2 separate regions of the Sus scrofa genome follow, and region 1 is linked to region 2. Evidence: chromatin contacts called from public HiChIP or PLAC-seq data. All regions are on one chromosome and are shown on one strand. Each heading gives the region's core, a stretch centred on a gene start, on an enhancer-like site or on the middle of the called end of the contact. The rest is flanking DNA. Distances are from core to core; before and after follow the strand shown. Region 1 holds the start of VTA1 (vacuolar protein sorting-associated protein VTA1 homolog). Region 2 holds the start of ADGRG6 (adhesion G-protein coupled receptor G6).

What was found. HiChIP or PLAC-seq counts read pairs in DNA pulled down with a chosen protein or histone mark.
Region 1: an H3K27ac HiChIP or PLAC-seq map of alveolar macrophages shows a contact between it and region 2. The contact joins the promoter of VTA1 here to the promoter of ADGRG6 in region 2. A contact is called at or near these places in 1 of 5 promoter capture datasets (liver), 5 of 47 Hi-C or Micro-C datasets (embryonic fibroblasts, fibroblasts, liver and 1 more) and 1 of 2 datasets of contacts at active chromatin or transcription factors (alveolar macrophages).

Annotation. Positions count from the first base shown.
Region 1 is chr1:22,919,953-22,926,132 of Sscrofa11.1, reverse strand. VTA1 (vacuolar protein sorting-associated protein VTA1 homolog) reads left to right here and starts at 2,272. Exons shown (of 8, transcript XM_021087275.1): 1 at 2,272-2,466. The coding sequence starts at 2,355.
Region 2 is chr1:22,799,516-22,805,137 of Sscrofa11.1, reverse strand. It overlaps ADGRG6 (adhesion G-protein coupled receptor G6), which reads left to right and starts at 2,972. Exons shown (of 26, transcript XM_021087195.1): 1 at 2,972-3,736.

The DNA.
Region 1 (6,180 bases), core at 1,023-3,522, 120 kb before region 2:
GTAGATGTTGGGGAAAGTGTTACCTAATTACTCTTACTTTGTTGTGGCAGGGGGTAGGTTAAACAATTCATATTGGCTGAACTTAATTTCAACAGCAGGAAGTGCATTTTCTGACCAAGGCAATCAGGCTGGAGGATCTGACTGGAAGAGAGTAGGGAAGAAACATTAGCCCTGTACTGGTGATTCACTAGAGCATTGGCCCTCAACCTTGGATGTGCCATTAATATTTCCTGAACACTTAAAAAAAAAATACTGATATTTAGGATCCAACCCAGAGCAATTAAATCTGAATGCCCCGGGGGCAGGGGTGGGGAATAGGACCTAGACAGGAGGTTTTTTTGTTTGTTTGTTTTGTCTTTTTGTTTTTTTTAGGGCGCACCCGTGGCATTTAGAGGTTCCCAGGCTAGGGGCCTAATTGGAACTGTAGCCACCAGCCTACACCACAGCTCACAGCAACGCGGGATCCTTAAACCACTGAGCAAGGCCAGGGATCAAACCGGCAACCTCATGGTTCCTAGTCAGATTGGTTAACCACTGAGCTACAACGGGAACTCCCTAGATAGGAGCTTTTAAAAAATTTCTGGGGTGAACTTTAAGGACAACCATAGTTGAGAATCAAGAATAGGAAAATAATAAATGAGAAGTCATAAGGACAGAGAAATGACATTTATGGTTATGCCATTCTGCTTTGCTTCATTAATTTCTCTACCAACTCAGCAACTTCCGACTGGATAGTAGGAATAGAGAAGGAGAAAGAAATACTATTTTTGTCTGTTCGGTCTGCTACAACAAAATACCACGGACTGGGCAGCTTATGAACTATAGAAACCTGTTCCTCACAGCTCTGAAAGCTGGAAGGTGAAGATTTGGGTGCCAGCACAGTCAGGTTCTGGTGGGACCCTCCTCCACGCTGCAGACTGCTGATTTCTCCCTGTATCTGCAAATGGTGGAGGGACAGTCTAGCTTGTGGGGTCCCTTTTATATGGGCATTCATCTCATTCATGAAGGCTCTGTGTGCACGACCTAACCATATGCCAAGGGCCCCACCTTTGGCATTCAGTTTCAACACACAAATTTTGGGGAGACACAAATATTCAGTCCACAGTACACACGTTCTCAAGTGGTAATGAATGTGTTGCTGAAATTGGGGAGAATACAGAATTCAGTTCATTGCAAAAAAAAGAAAAAAGGCAGCCTCCTGATAAGATGATGTAGTCTGCAAACATGGATAGACAAAAGATGTGGACTGGAGGTTATACAGGACAAGGAGCAGGTTCTGCTGAGGTCACGGGTGGGATAGGATGGGTGGAGTGTGGATTAGAGAATAGGCAGATGGAAATTTCAGAGCTTGAGATCTTGTTTCTTTGAGATGGTGCAATTTCCATGAAAATTAGTTTTAAGATGAACTCTCAAAACTGGGGACTGAGATAAAATAAATAAAGATGAAGGGTATTGGAGGAGGTAAATAAAGAGTAAAGTCCTGAAAAATTATAGGATGGAGAGGAGAGAAAAATAATTGATGTCACTGATGGTAACAGTGATGGGAAAAGTTGATGCCTACCTACAAAGTACGAGTCGGCAGCATTGAACAAGAATTATTATTTGAACGCCTTATCTGTGCAATCACAAGATAATAACTGTCAAAAGACTTTGCAAATAGTTCATCACTCTCCAGAAACTACCGACCTACAAATTATTCATTCACTAGTGTTTGTGGTAACCAGCTCAGAAAAAAAAAGTTCAATTTTTTTTTAAGCTTAACGTGTTTAGTATTTAAGTTAAAAAAGCGGCTGGTTATTTTATCCAATGTGTCAACACAAAAAAGTGTAATTCAACATTTTAAACACATCATCTCTCATCTTACGCAAGAATTGCATTTAAAGTTTCTAAAATTGGAAAGGCTTCTAGGGACTCTATTAGTACAACCTGAGGAACTGGAAGAGAAAATTCCTGAATGATGCCAAAGGCAATTCACGCCTTTACCCTTTCTGCCAATTAACAATCATTATTTTCTTTTTGTTTTTCCCTTTCTATCTTCTGACACAAAAGGGGGGTCGAGGGTGGAAACAAAGAAAATAAAACAATCTCTTTTCCCTTCTGCCAGCAGCCAGCAGAGAGCGCTGGTGCCATAAGCAGCTTAACCGCGAAGCTGCTCAGCCTCCTCGGGGCACTAAACTGCTACGAGCCAGACAAGCGGAGGCTGTCCCTGTTGGGAACCCGTAATTGACCTGCTGTTGCTGAGCAACAGGGAAATGGGCGGGACTTGCTGTGCCCGTGCTTGCGCGCGCCCTCCGAAGACGGAAGCGGAAGTGTCGGCGGCGCGCGAGTAGGAAGTGGTGGTTCTTGGGGTGGAGATGGCCGCGCTTGCTCCGCTGCCCCCGCTGCCTCCGCAGTTTAAGAGCATTCAGCATCATCTGAGGACGGCTCAGGAGCATGACAAGCGGGACCCTGTGGTGGCATATTACTGTGAGTCTGTCCGTGTCGCCGCGGCCCTCATTACCCTCCCGGGCCCACAAAACTGCCTCTTGGTTCTTAAGTCAAGGCCCCGCCCCCCTGGCTTTAGACCTAGCTTTGACCTCTGACCCTCTGACCTTCTGTGGGAATCCCTAGGGCCCCGCCCTCCTCAGGGATCCCCACATTCTCTCTGGAACCCCGCAAGCCCCAGAAAGGCAAAACTTCAAAAGCACGGCGGTGGCCACCAGCTCTCCAGTCTTGTGCTTAAATATTTTTAAACTGATCACATAGGCTCATGAGCTCTTAAGGTTTTCTTTCTGTATGGACGTCCGAGAGCCTCCAGCCCCCACCAGGGTTTCCTGAAAATACCCTGAATATCCTGGAATTAATCTGAGTAGTTAAGTAATTGAGTTGGGGTTAAAACATAGGTAAGTGTCCTAAAGACAGTAGTGATGTGGACAAAAGGGAGATGAATTGATTGAGAACATAGTAATAAGTGCAGATTAATTGTGACAACATGCAAGTCCATTCACAAATTCATAATGAAGAGTAGCTGCTACAAAACAAGCACTTGGGTTAGACCATTCCTCCTTTTGCATCCAGACTACTCTTTCCCACTAATGAGGATCTTTGGTTTTAACTTCTTTGAATAATACCTGGGGCTGAGACGTTTGGTAGCAGTATTCTCACTTTGGTTGACTGTAATACACATAATCTACAGTTGATGAAACACACAGATTAAGTTTGTTCATACTTTTTCCTTTGCAGTGAAGATAGTAGGTCCAGTAAACTTTATTTTATATTACATAGTCTAACTTAATTGCATATAAAACAAGTGACCAAACAACTATAAAGTTTCTGAAAAGGACTTTTAGCTTTGAGAAGCTCAATATAATGTGTCCTCTGTTGTGGACATTATAAGATTAGCTAAAATACTGTCCACTGTTATCGTTGCCATACGCCAGGTGTCTCCCGCTTTGATTTCTCAAATATGCAAGGCCCTTTCAAACCTCTGCTCTCTTCCCTTTCTTGGGTTGTCTGCCTTTTTTCTCCACTTGGAGAACTCTTCATGATTCAGGTTCTTATGTATGTATGTATGTATGTATCTTTTGTCCTTTTTAGGGCCGTACCCACAGCATATGGAGGTTCCCAGGCCAGGGGTCTAATCGGAGCTGCAGCTGCGGGCCTACGCCACAGCCATGACAGCGCCAGATCTGAGCTACGTCTGAGACCTACACCACAGCTCATCGCAATGCCGGATCCTTAACCCACTGAATCACTGAGTGAGCCCAGGGATCGAACCCTCAACCTCATTGTTCTTAGTCTGATTCGTTTCCACTGCGCCAGGACGGGAACTCCAAGGTTCTAATTTAAATGTCACCTTTTCTGTAGACCGTAAGTTAATTACTCTTAAGGCTATACCTTATTTTGTTCAAATCTTAACAGCATTTTCCATTAGACTTGTTTTTCAGGTACCTCAAGCAGGGACCATTAGTCATTCATTCAGTTTGTATTTATTGAATTCTACCTATGCACTGTGGCTGTACAGTTCCTGTATTCATGGAACTTATCTACTATGAAGTGGGGAGATTAAGTAATAATATGAGTATATTATATAGAATATTAAAAAATTATAAGAAAAATAAAGCAGGGGAAAAAATAGGGAGTACCAAGAGTAGGGCGGTAGGAAGTGAGGAGGGGATTTCACTTTAAAAGTGGTCAGGAGGAGTTCCCATCAAGGCTCAGCAGTAAAAATAAAAATGGTCAGGAACTGGGTAAGTGAATACTCTAATGATGGGTGACAGATTCTTTTCTAGTCTTAAAACAAATTTTGAGGCAGACCTAATTAAAATGTCAGCCAAGAAAAATTATTAAAAATATTAATTGATGATAAGTGATGATGGGTTTAGCTTATAAGCAGAAGGAATTTAAAGACTTCAGTGAATTTGCTGTGACAGCGCTTCCATTCTCATCTGCTTCTTTATGAGAATGAATTTTCTCTTTTGTTAAATTCATAAAAAATGAAAGTAGGGATAGAACCAGTATTCTACACTGGTTCATTCTGAGGATAAATCATATTAATTCATAAAAAGGCAATTTAACCCATAATGTATTTCCAAGGAAATTTTTATTTTTGTATTTAATGACTAAAAAATACATATTCATGTTGTTTTGATCAATTATACATTACAATAATTGCAAAAATTCATTTCCTGAAGGAAAATTTTGACACATATTCACATACTTTCTCTCACGGGAGCTGTATTCATGGAGCTTACCTACTATGAAGGAAATTTACAAAAATTTCAATTTCAATTTCTATACACTTTTTTTGCAGAGCAGCATGATAGGATAATCAAGGCAGTACTTTTTTTTTTTGTCCATGCCTTCAGCATGAAGTTCCTGGGCCAGGAATGGAACCCACGCCCCAGTAGCAACCAGAGTCATATCAATGACATTGCCTATGACAATGCCTGATCCTTAACCCACTGAGCCACCAGGGAACCTCCAAATATATTTTTTTATAATAAAATTCTGCAGGATAAGTAAATAGGAGTATAGGTTAAAAGAAAATACAAGTGTATTTTTTCTCACTTAAATAAAGAGCTTTTTGTATCTTAAATTATAATAGCAAATATTGAAACTGATATAATTTTTAGATGTCAATATTGGATTAGTACAGAAATTATTTTTTATCTCTTTAGACTTCCGATGAAAAGTGGCAGGTATGACCTAAAAATGTGTGGAAGGATACATTTTTATAAACTTAAAGCAAACAAAAATTTTCTAAATTCCTCGAGCAAGGAAGAATTTTTGTGAGAAAAAAATCCAAAAAAAAATATTCAAGAGTATTTTGCTAAAGTAACTTGCTGATTTATAAAAGTTCCCTATTCTCTTTTATTTCTGATGCTTTATGTATGTTGCTTTCTGCCTGGAATCATCTCTGACTTCCTCTTCATCTTCACCTCCCTTACTCTTACTGACTCAGTACTTTTTGCATATTGGTTTTCCTTACCTTATAGGTTTGGTCTAGAAATTATTTCAAGTATGTCCCTTATCTTGATTGCATTGTATTATAAACACTTTTTACCTTTCAGTCTTCTAGATTCTTCTGGTAGACAGGGATTGACACCTTGTTTTCTTTTACCACCTGGCACATAATTTACATTTATAGCTATTCAATGCATGCCATCATTGTAAATATTATTAATATTCCATTCTTGCTAGAACGTAAGCTCTATGAGAGCAAGAAGTGTGTCTTAAATTGATGATTGTTGTATCTGTTAAGTCCTAAGACAGTACCTAAGCCATAGTGGATAATTGTAAATTAGGCAATTTACATGTAATATCTGTTGATTGACTAAATGGCGATTCATAGTTTTTTCACATGCTTTTAGGACAGTAAGGAAATGTGATGAAAAGAATTCCAAAACACTGTCTTTTTTTTTTTTTTTTTGGTCGTTTTTTGGGCTGCACCTGCGGCATATGGAGGGGTCGAATTGGAGCTGTATTGCCAGCCTACCACAGCCACATCAACGCAAGATCCAAGCCACATCTGTGACCTACACCACAGCTCACAGCAGCACCAGATCCTTAACCCACTAAGTGAGGCCAAGGATCAAACCTGCGTTGTTATGGTTACTAGTGAGATTTATTTCCACTGAGCCACGATGGAAATTCCCAAAACACGTCTTTTATAACTTGCGCTTTTACTGTGTTTATGGT
Region 2 (5,622 bases), core at 1,723-4,222:
TTTGAGTAAAGCCTGTTGCTCTCCATAACGTAGGTAGGTCTCATCCAATCAGTTGACGGCCTGAGTAGAACTAAGACTGATCTCTTCCAACAAGGAATTCTGCCAGCAGACTGCCTTTGAACTTGACTGCAACTCTTCCCTAGGTCTTCAGACTGCTGACCTATCCTGTAGATTTAGGACTTGTACCTCATAGTCATGTAAGCCAATTTCTTCAATCTCTCTGTATATATTCATATATATAGCCTGCTGTTTCTTTCTCCCTGCCCGCCCCCCCCCCCCCCCGCTACTGTTGAAGAAATCTCATTTTTCACCCAAGGTACTGTTTCTGGTACATGGATCATAAGTCCATTTGGGGAAAACTCCTTTGTAGAGGTTCATCAGTACTGTGTCCTGAGATTATAGCTTTCCATCAGCACTGCACTTCATGTGGCCATGAGTACCTAAAGGGTCCTTGATGTGCCCATCCTGTAGTTTCTGTTTCTTTAGAAAACTCTGCTAAGTCTGGTTTTATTTATTTATTTATTTATTTATTTATTTATGTCTTTTTAGGGCCGCACCCGTGGCATATGGAAGCTCCCAGGCTAGGGATCAAATCAGAGCTGCAGCTGCTGGCCTATGCCACAGCCACAGCGATGCCAGATCTGAGCTGAGTCTGTAACCTACACCACAGCTCATGGCCAATGCCAGATCCTTAACACACTGAGCGAGGCCAGGGATGAAACTCCCATCCTCATGGATACTAGCTGGGTTCATTAACTGCTGAGCCACGACAGAAACTCCTGGTTATTTTTATTTCTTTGTTTTCCCTTATGTTTCCTGATTTCTTTGAGCTTTAGAATTCTAGGAGTGGAATAGCTACATATGTAAGCTTGGAATCAGATCCTTCCCCAGTTGAGCCTTCAGATAGGACCACAGCCTTAGCCAACACCTTCATTCCAGCTCTCATGAGAGACACTGACTCAAGTGTACTCAGGTCCCTGAACCTGAGAACTGTGAAATAATAAATGTTTTTGCTTTAATAATATTCTATGAATGGAACTCAAATTCCCTTGAGACAGTGTCTCGTAATAGAGACTGATTTGAATTGCAAGACCTACGTCCTAGCTCCTGGTCACTTCTAGCTAGTTTATGCAACTCTCACATCTCTGTGTCTCATTTCCCTGTCTGTAATATGAAAGGCCTGGACACTGGAACTTTAGTTTTCCTTAAGTGCTACAATTCAATGTCTCTGTTAATCATACTGTTTATTTATCAAAATAAATACTGATAAAAATCACCAGAACACACCCTAGGTTTTCAGGCCTTTGGATTTGCTGGCAGTGTTCCAGCTTCCTTTGAACTGATAGCTGTCTCTGTTCAAGTGCTGCTTTACCTTTTTTTTTTTTCTCCTCATCCCAACAGTTCTCTATCACTAGCCAATCAATATACATTTTTTGTACTTTTGTGTGTTACCTGTGTGTGGATGCATGTGTGTGCAGGCTCACACTTCAAACTGGGCTCCTCTGGCTTTGGATGTGTACACAGCACTGGCATTCAAAGTTTTGCCTCCAACATTTTCATGGATTAACTCTGGCGCTACCCAAGGGGAGGGACCGTCTTCGACAGTGTGAGTTTTTTTTTTCCTCTTCTCATTTCCAAGGAGGTGTGTCCAGCTCCCTTTGCCAAGCAGCTACTTTATAGGAACATTGGAGTCCAGGCAGTGGACTTTCCCCATTGAGTAACTGGATTTGCATTTGCAAATCAATCCTGCTGAATGTTATGTGAATATCTTCTGGGCCTCATGTTATTATTCCCTCACTTTTTTCTTTTTTTAAAATGATGTAGATTTTAAAAGGAGGCAGGATTTATCTAGACCTATCCCTGAGTCACAGTGAAGCCACAGAAGAGGGTTCAAGGAGGAGGGTCCCAGGTAACTGGTGAAGTTTGTCCTAGCCCCGCCAAGTTTTGGCTTTCACTGAATCTCTCTGCACCCACTCTCACATCTCTCAAACTGTTTCCATCTCATATCATAGCAGAAATACATCTTTCCAGAAGGGATCTGAACAATCCAAACTAAGGCAATGGCAAAGCTTTAGTGTTACCACTCCCTGAGGTATTTAGATGCATTTCAACAAAAGACAACGTTCTAAGCCAAAAGGATGGAACAACAAGTATCAACAACTCAGTAGGAGAAGGTAGTGGATGTGCTTCTGTGCTGGGCATAGGTATATTGCCACTGCCGCCAGCTCAGCTTCTTCTTAAGGCTGGTCTTCATCCTTGGTTGGAGACAGGTGCGTTCGTTGAGAGGCACTCAATTCCTCTGTCCCAGCAAAGACCAAGAGATGTGGGGATGTACGGGGGGCTGAGTGTCCTCTGAAGACAAACTGACACTGATTACTAGAAAGAAAAGGAATAAAAGAAGAGAGAGGGAGTTCCTGTTGTGACAGTGGTTAACGAATACCACTAGTAACCATGAGGCTCGCTCAGTGAGTTAAGGATCCGGCGTTGCTGTGAGCTGTAGTGTAGGTCGCAGATGCGGCTCGGAACCCCGCGTTGCTATATGGCTGTAGCGTAGGCCTGGGAACCTCCATGTGCCGCAAAAGACAGGGGAAAAAAAAAAAAAAAAAGGAAAAAAAAAAAAAAAAAAAAAAAAAAAGAAGGAAGAGAAGAGATGAGACAAGAGGAAAGAGAAGAAAAGAAAGGGACAGAAAAGTAAAGGAAAAGCAAGTCAGTGGCTCGGGAACTTGGCAGAGGGGTCCCGCGCAGACGCCGGTGGAGTGGCAGCGCGGCACCCCGGCTGGCAAGCGGGCAGGGAGATGCCCACATCGCCACTGCCGTTCCAAGCTGCTTGTTTCTTGAGGCGGGTGGCGGAGGAGAGGTCCTCATGGATTCAGGGCGCCAGGCTATCAGGTGACCTCCGGGTCTGCCCCGCCCCCTCCCACGCCTGGCAGCTGGGCCCGGCCCAGCGCCAATCTACAACCCACCCCACCCCACCCCGGGTCCCGGCAAGTTGCCCCTCGCAGTCCCGGGAGTGCCTCTTCTGCCCCGCAGCGAGGCTTCTCCCTTCTGCTCCCAGGCGGGATCCTGGGTGGGGTGGCTGCGCCTGCGGGACAGCCCCCGCAGCGGAGCGCCGAAGCTGGGGCCGCCCCAGGGCCGCGCGGGCCAGGCCAGAGACAGCGAGCCGCTGGGGCAGCCGCACCTGAGCCCCCAGCTCCCGCTGAGCCTCGGCGCCGGAAGCGCGGGCGGGGTGGATCTGCCCCGAGAGCAGCGCGAGCTCGCGGGGGCACGAGAGCCACAAAGGGGTGACCACGTGCCGCCGCGCGCCGGCGGAGCCGAGGACCTGCCGAATCGGTCCCCTCTGCCCACCCGCACCCTCCTGGGAGCACCCGGGGCGCCCGGAACACCCAGCACCAGCTCAGAGGCTGACCCAACCTCTTCAACGTTTTCGTCCTAACTTTTCTCCAACTTCTCTGGGAGGAGGAACCTGCCGCCCCGCCCGCCTCCTGCCCTCCTTAATCAGCACTTGAACTCGGGAAGCGCGGGCCTTCCACCTTGCGCCGTCGGGAGCGCTGGCGAGGAGCCGCTACCGGGAAGCCCCGATGAACTCTCCAGAAAGAGCGTGAAGGAGGGTCCAGCCTCTGTGCTCGGCCCGGGCGCCCGAGGGGCTCCATCGGGGAACTTGGAGTAGCAGAGACGGGGAAGGTGGCGAAGAATGACCGTGCGGCTCCTGGGGACCTCAGCTGAGTAATGCCAACATGTAAGTTTCCCTTCTCAGCTCAGAATTCCTTCACACCTTTACCTGTGTCCCCCTCCCCCACTTCCTTTAAAGGGTTTTATAAGGGCTTCAGCCGCATTGACAGAATAAACCGGTTTGTCTTCACTTCGCCCCTCGAGGCACTGATTAGTGAACTGGGGTTGCCTGACGGAGCTGTGACATGTGTGTGCGGCTGGCTGTTTTTCCAGCGAGGTAAACCTCACATTTGGGCGGCGTAAAGCATAATAAAAAGGGCAGGGCTTCAAGAATGGGGAAAACGTTTTCGATTCAAATTAAACAAGGAGTCACAGGCGCGGCTGCTCCATCCAGGGCCCTGGCCCTGCCAAGAAAGCGCTCTTCTGGATCAGCACCTGGGGGTTTGGAAGGTACTAGTATGCCGAGAAAATGTTGACTTTACACATTGTCACCCTTGACTGTAGAAGTTATTCTTGGATCTTTGGGTTATTTGAATGGTTAAAAAAAAAAAAAATAGAAGCGCGCAGAAAAGGTTCTCCATGTGCTTTGTAGATTAAAAAGTAATTAAGAAAGATGTCATTTTACGTGGTAGGATCCGTGAAGCGACTTGTAGAGAAGTAGAAGTGAGGGCTATATGGTGATGAAACGCTTAGAGAAACCTAATGGGTTTTGTTTCTATGAAATTGTCATCTAAGTGGTAAGACGCCTGAGAGCGACCCCGCGAAAGGGCCACCGAACACCGCCTGGCCTTCTATAATGGAAAAAAGAAGGTTGTGCTCTAAAGGGCCAAGCTTATTTCTGTGGCCAACTCAGAGGTTACTTTTTCTTGTAATATGTAATTTTCCCTCTGGTGTTTTGTTTAATCTTGGGCAGACACCCTGACAGACATTTTACTCCCTTCCACTAATATAGAAGAGTTTATAGAAATTGATACTCACTCCCTCACCCTCGCCCCCAATTTCTGGAACCTTATTTGTTTCCATTTAAATTTCCTCTTTCAGTTTAGTAACTGGGAAAAGACGTGCCCATCAGGCTCTTTCTTCCCCTTCCTTGTAGCAGCTACCTCCCTCCTGCTAGCACACATTTTCGAAATAGGAAAAGGGGTAGTGCCCAGAAGTCTAGCACTTTGCAGCTCTGTTCCTGGTAGTGAGCAGTGTAATTAGAAAGGAACCACTTATTTTTATTAAACTGCATGTGAAGTCATTCCACACCTGTGAGTTTTAAAGTTTCCTTTATGCCAATGGAATCAACAAAGTATAACCTGGAAGAATTTATTTTGGGATACAGCCAATGGTCTCCTATAAGACTTGTTCTCATATACAGGCAGCACATTTTCAATGAATGTGAGTTTGTTTTAAACTTCAGTTTTTCCTAAAAATATGGTAGAGTAAACAGCAGATATTTGTTTTGCTTCCTTTCAGCTTTCCTGGGCAATTTAGATCTTATGGGGAAAAAACTACATTATACATAAAAAAAAAATGAACACCAGGTTTTAAAGTAAAAGATATGAAACTGATCAACAAGTGATGGAAAAGTTTCCTCATTATGAAATTGTTATAAAGTCCATTCGAATTTTATATGATTAAAAAAATCTTATGTCAGTGTAGACTAAAACCATGAATATTTTATCAGGTAAAATGTAGAGTTTACTACTATGATTTAAGTTTCATTATTGACCTATTTTGACTGAATGTTTTCCCATTTCTTGCCAGATCATAACTGTTTCTATTTTCCATTTTGCTGTTTATACTTCATATAGAATGATTGAAGATGATCAGACTCTTTTTAGACTTTAGTATGTTAGAATATATGGAAGTAATATCAAACTTCTGAAGGTAAATATTCCTACGATCTTGCTGAAAAATGTTAAAATAGGGAACGTAAACTGTATTATCTTTTAAATTTTAATTTTA